Linked DNA regions of Oryzias latipes: region 1 is linked to region 2. The links are chromatin contacts, called in public Hi-C maps. All regions are on one chromosome and are shown on one strand. Each heading gives the region's core, a stretch centred on a gene start, on an enhancer-like site or on the middle of the called end of the contact. The rest is flanking DNA. Distances are from core to core; before and after follow the strand shown. Region 1 overlaps agrn (agrin). Region 2 holds the start of agrn (agrin).

Region 1 (2,725 bases), core at 86-2,585, 150 kb after region 2:
CTGCAGACTGAACAAAGAGCTGTTCAAGTGAAACGTGCACGCTCCTCACTGCAGCCTGACTGTTAGAAACGAGAACAGGAGACAATCGGAGTGTTTGTGTGGACGTCCTACAGGCGCTTGTGTGTCCCGTCCAGGCAGGTGGAGGTGGGCGACCTTCAGCACAGAAGTGCCGATCTGGGAGACATTCAGTCAGATTTCTGGAAAACCAACTTTTTGCTGCCCAAAACTTTATGTAGCACAAAATTTGACCTTTTAAAAACAAACGTATGAGTCATCCGAGATTTGTAAAAGTAACGCTTGCATAAGCATCTTTATCAGAAACTGTCCGGGTTTTTATTAATAAACCCTAAAATCCAGAATCAAATTAGCCGTCAGCTCTCTGAAGTGCATTTCTGTGCAGATCTCCTCTCTGCTCTGTTCTTCTGCAGTCGTGATGTTTCACAGAGTTCTTTCACTTTTTAAACATAAAGGAGGTTGATAAAATACATTTGAGAGGGTTTTCAGCTGCTGGAAAATGGTTTCAGGCCATGATAACCCTCCAACCGCAGAAATACTACAAACTCCTGCAAAGATTCTCATGGAGAAATATTTATCAGAATGTTTGCAGAATTCCTCTGCTCCCCCTGCTGTAGAGCGTGCACGGACGTGCACGGGCGTGCTCGTGCACACGTCCTCCCTGGTCATTGAGGGGCTCTGGCAGCAGGGCGCCAAGTAAAGTCAGCACGCCGCTGACAACTTGCTGTCCCTAATGAAGCTTTAATAAACCGCTGCAGCAAACAGAGATCAGCTCCTCCTCCTGGGGGTGGAGGAGGAGGAGGAGGAGGAGGAGGAGGAGATGATGGCTGTGATCTTCCTGAACCCCCCCCAGCATTCAAGTGCTGCACTTATACTTAACACAAACAAACTGAAGTCATTTGTTGGAGCAGCGTTTCTGAGAAGCATCTGGACGCAGATGTTTTATTTCACGTTTTCTCAGGTTCTCTGGACTCTTCCTGAATTTAAATTCCTGCTGAAGAAGCATCGGGGAGGGGCGCTCCGTCCTCGTCCCTGTGCTGAGTTTCTGTCGGCGTCTTGTTAACATTTTCCTCAGATGTCGTCCCTGAAGCTGCAGGAGATCGCTGAGGTTCTCCACCTTCCTGTGGGGGTGTGGGGTGAAGCTGAGGGCAAACGACGCAGAACTGAATTGATCCTTCAAAGACGGACTTCAGTTTTTTCTTTCCCTGTTTCTTCTCTGATGATTCATGAGTTCTGGAAAGAGCAGCTGTAGCAGACGCTTGATCCCCCCCCCCCCCCCCCCCCATGTGTCGACTTCACATGCCTGAACTGTGGGGCCCCCAGCAGCAGCAGCGGCCCCCCCACCCTTGATGGCTCCGTGTCCTAATTCCAACACGACTTTACCCGATGTTTGTGGACTGGTTCTGGATGTGCTGCAGCACATGCACCCCCCCCCTCCCTCGTTGGCAGATAGACAACAGATGTTTGAATGAATCTTCCAGCAGACGGAGACCTGCTGTCCACCGCAGTGACAGCTCTGTTTTCCACCACATCCTTTCTGTTCCTTCAGGTTTTGGTTTTTCTGAAACTGTGGAGGCGACAATATTTCTGCTCAGAAAAACAAACAATTCAAATTTAGGATTACGTTTTTGCGTAAAATGAATCTGAATACTCGTGTAACTCAAAAGCCCCCAAACACTTTTGTAGATTAGAATCATTTGATTGAAAACACAAATAGGAAATATTTATTTTCACTTGTGTGAAAAAAACAAAACTAACTGAAAAAAGTCTTAAAGCAACGTTTTTGGAAATGTTCAAAAATAAAAGATCATGGTTTCATTTAACTTTACATCACAAATCCAGTTGAGTCCATCGGTTGTCTTATATTAAAATAAAGTTTCCTTTTTTACAATAAATCTTGATATTTTTTGTGAAAATGTGAATCAAAGTTTTTTGGCAGCTCTGTGCAGCAGCCATAATTAACCACAAAGCAAAGTTTTTGTTAGTTTAACTGAACAAATGCTGCCGTTCTGTCACTTTCTGCTTTTGTCGGTTCATCTGCGTCCCCTCCTCTCATTAACGGAGCGTTCTTCGGCTCCTTCAAGTCAGGAGGCGGTCTCACTGGCAGCAACAGGCGTTTGAATCTGGAGAAGAAAACTCCACTGTCTTCCTTCGCTTTCGCCTCTTTTTTTGCCACCTTTCATATTAATAATGGGAGGATGAGCTCCCTGAGGTCTGCTGTGGTTCGCACTTTTTATTCCTGTATATTATTCCTTTTTTTTTTACTTTCTTCACTTGTTACACTGATCACATTCGCCCGTGCAATTTGTCTGCTTGTCTGACTGAGTAGGGAGGCTTATCTGCACTAACGCCCCGCCGAGACTGAGCTTCAAATCCAAATCAGCCTCTGTTTGCATTCAAATCAGCCCGCCCCCCCCCCTTACCCCTCACTTTCTCCCCTGGCCCCTAGAAGACAGGTCGGTAAAAGAGGAAAAATCTTTTCTGCAGTATAATCCGATCTTCTGTTTTTGTTGGGTTGTAACGATGTGTGTTTCATTTTGTGTAACCTGCTAGAGCAGCTAGCAGACTAGAGCAGGCTTGAACAGCGGCGAGGTGCGCAGAGGTCATCAGCGCCTCACTGGTGAAGCCACAGTCACATGTACAGGGGGGCGTTGACCCATGCGGGTTCTGCGGGCTTTTGGGTCGTAGAGGGGGGTGGCTGCAGCTCACG
Region 2 (3,001 bases), core at 131-2,630:
TGAGACTGACATGAATAAATTACTGCAAATATCTTCTCAAGCAGCTGTGGATAACCAAGCCTATCATTTTTTCCAGGAATAGAAGGGTTGTAAAAATTATAGCTTAGAGGAGAGGAAATGTGTCCTTTCAGAGAAGGAGCTCAAACAAACTGGCCATATGGTTGCGTTTACACACTGGGAGTTGGAGGAGATCTTTAGTGAGGTGTGGTCTCTCCATTCACAGGAACTTTTTATGAACAGGGCTGTTGGTCCAGGAGCACCAAAGCAAACAGTCAGCCAGAGGCCAGGGAAGCCGTGATGGACCGTCTCCATCCTCTCAGTCTCTGAAGGCTGAGCAAGGACCTCATGCAAATACGGAGCATATTAGTTTCTGATGCGGGAACTCGGATCCTTACATATAGGATGTTTTGGAAGGAAAAGAACTACACTAAAGCCACAAGCGGCGTTCTAACTTTCCCCTTCTGCCCCTGTCACTCTGGTCAGAGCTTCACCTGATGTGAACTTTTGTAAATGACATAATGTGCAATAAAGTTTATTCAAAAACAACAAGAACAAAATCTGTGTATTGAATTTTCACAATAATGTGGTCAAAAATGTGCGGGCAATAGATGAACGCCACTTTTGCAGGCTCGCCATGCCAAACACCATTTAAAGAAAGATGACGAGTTAAGAGGCGATAGATCGAAATCCTTCAAAGTTGAAATTTGTAATTGGTACTAAAAGTGGTTTTTTTTTTATTTTAAGATGGTTGACTCTTCTCAAGGTCAAAGGTCACCAGAACATCAGTTGTGGTTGTAGACTTAACCTGGTAGGGTGTGTGACATTTTATGAAGATCACTCGATCACGTGTAAAAATCGCCAAATTTCACATTTTACCACAAAATAGCCACCAAGTTGTAGGTCCTGTGGCCATCCCATAATAATTTCAAAAACTTCCTTTGGATATCCCTGACAAGTGCGTTTAGGTTCCCTTAGCGGAGTTTGAATTATTTTCTTTTTAACTCCAAAAGAGATTTTGGCCGCATTAATTTTTATGATTGTTCCTCTCGCTGTGACGTCATCACTTCTTTCTTTTTTGCTGTGGGTGGGGGAGTTCTGGTCTCAGCCGCTCACTTTAAAATCTGGGGGTTTAACTGAAACGCTGCTGCGCATGCGCTCAGGTATAAATCGTGAAAGTTTGGCGGTCATTGCTTCCAGAATCACCTTTAAATCTCTCTGCTGGACTTGGGCGCGCGGCTGCGTTGGCTCAGCTGTGTGTGTGTGTGTGTGTGTGGTGGTGGGGGGGGTCAGTTGCGGGAGGGGGTCGCACAGGCGCTGTCTCTCCGACTGGGGGCGGCGTAGGACAATCGGTCTCCCCCCCACACACACACTCCCCACCCCCACTTGTGGGATTTGCGATTCAGATCGGCCGTGCGCGTGCATTCCTCGAGAGAGAGAGAGATAGAGAGATAGAGAGAGAGAGTTCCCAGTCCCTTCCTCCCTTCTCCTCTTCCTCCTGGTCCTCCAGCCGGCGGCGGCAGAGAGGGATTTCTGACCCGGGCTGTGGATGCTTGGAGCGCTGCTGCGGCAGGAGAAGGAGACGCCGGAAGTGGGAGCGACGTTTTGAAAGCCACGCCGAGAGTTCAGGCGCGTGCAGCGGGCAGGTTCACCTGAGAAAGTTTCCTCTCACGTGCTTCGTCCGTCATGGGCTCCCAGGGGACTCCGCGGAGCGGGCGCGCGGCGCTGCTCCGCGCGGGGCTACTCGTGGCTCTGCTGCTTCAGCTTTGCGCCGCGAGCTGCCCGGAAAGAGAGCTGGAGGACCGCGAGGAGGAAGCCAACGTAGTTCTGACCGGAACCGTGGACGAGATTATCAACGTGGACCCGGTGCACCACACGTACTCGTGCAAGGTAAGCAGTTTGGGGCGCGAGGAAAGTTTAAAAACAGCTTAGAAGGAGGCGCGCGGGGCCATCATCAGCATCTCTGCTGAGCAACACTTGTCTAAACTCATTCATCCACAATCCTCTGCCTTCACAAGATAGACCCCCCCCCACCCCCCACCACGGCTACAAGGCAGGCCCAGCCGACCATGTAATCATCCCAAACATGCTGCTGCTAGAAGCGGGGCCCTCGGTGGCCCCTGACTAGTGTCCAGGATGAGATTCCTGCATCAGGTTGAGTTTGTTCCTGACATCCAAACCTGAGAGTTGTGACGTCATGTTGGACGCTCCAACTCTCTGCAGCTATAAATGTAGTTTTACTTTCCTGTCGGGCAGATCCAAGAAGATCTAAAAGCTGCTGCCAAGACGCTAATAAAGAAGTGGCGGCGTGCTGTCATAGAAACCCTCAGAACGGACATGGTCCGTTGGTTTGAGTCCCTCCAGACTCAGAGTCTGCTTGTCCTCAGTCAGAGAACCTCCTTCCTCCTTCCTGAGAAATGAAATTTTCCCCTGCAGTGGCCTTGTGGTCTTTGCGGTGGGTCGCAAAGACCATAATCCGGGAAAACTAAACAAGCGGTGTCTGGTCGGCTCCCCGTCTGCCCTGCGCCCGTGTTCCTGTCAGCCGAGGGCGAACGGTTCACGCTTTCAGACGTCTAGCATGTGGAGAAGTGATGGTGCTACTCTGTGTGGTGGAGGGGGGCACGCTCACTGCATGTTTGCAGAGAGACGCTGCTATCAGTGTGACACCCGTCTGCAGGAAGACTTTCATTCACATCACCACCAGCCTGAAAACTCCATCAATGTGATCATTTTATCTGTGCCTCAAAACACGCTCTCCCTTCTCCCTCCAAGGTCAGAGTTTGGCGCTACTTGAAGGGAAAGTCAAACGTGAACCGTCAGATCCTGCTGGACGGCGGAAACAAGGTGATGATCGGCGGCTTCGGGAACCCCAGGATCTGCGACAACCAGGTGTCCACGGGAGACACCCGCATCTTCTTCCTCAACCCGGCCCCGGAGTCGGCGGCGCCGGAGCACAAGAACGAGCTCATGCTCAACTCCAGCCTGATGAGGATAACCCTGCGCA

The links. A called contact is a pair of places that touch in the nucleus more often than the background predicts.
Region 1: a contact with region 2 is called in a Hi-C map of fibroblasts, with 1.9 times the contacts expected there. The contact joins the enhancer-like site here to the promoter of agrn in region 2.

What each region holds. Positions count from the first base shown.
Region 1 is chr7:1,377,171-1,379,895 of ASM223467v1, forward strand. All of the region lies in intron 5 of agrn (agrin), which reads left to right. Among protein-coding and RNA genes, the nearest start is that of LOC101172160, 96 kb to the right of the region's middle. Within about 2 kb of position 1,336, at least 3 of the 8 cell types and tissues checked have an H3K27ac peak or open chromatin away from gene starts, as enhancers often do.
Region 2 is chr7:1,228,156-1,231,156 of ASM223467v1, forward strand. agrn (agrin) reads left to right here and starts at 1,381. Exons shown (of 40, transcript XM_023956309.1): 1 at 1,381-1,887; 2 at 2,770-3,001. The coding sequence starts at 1,684.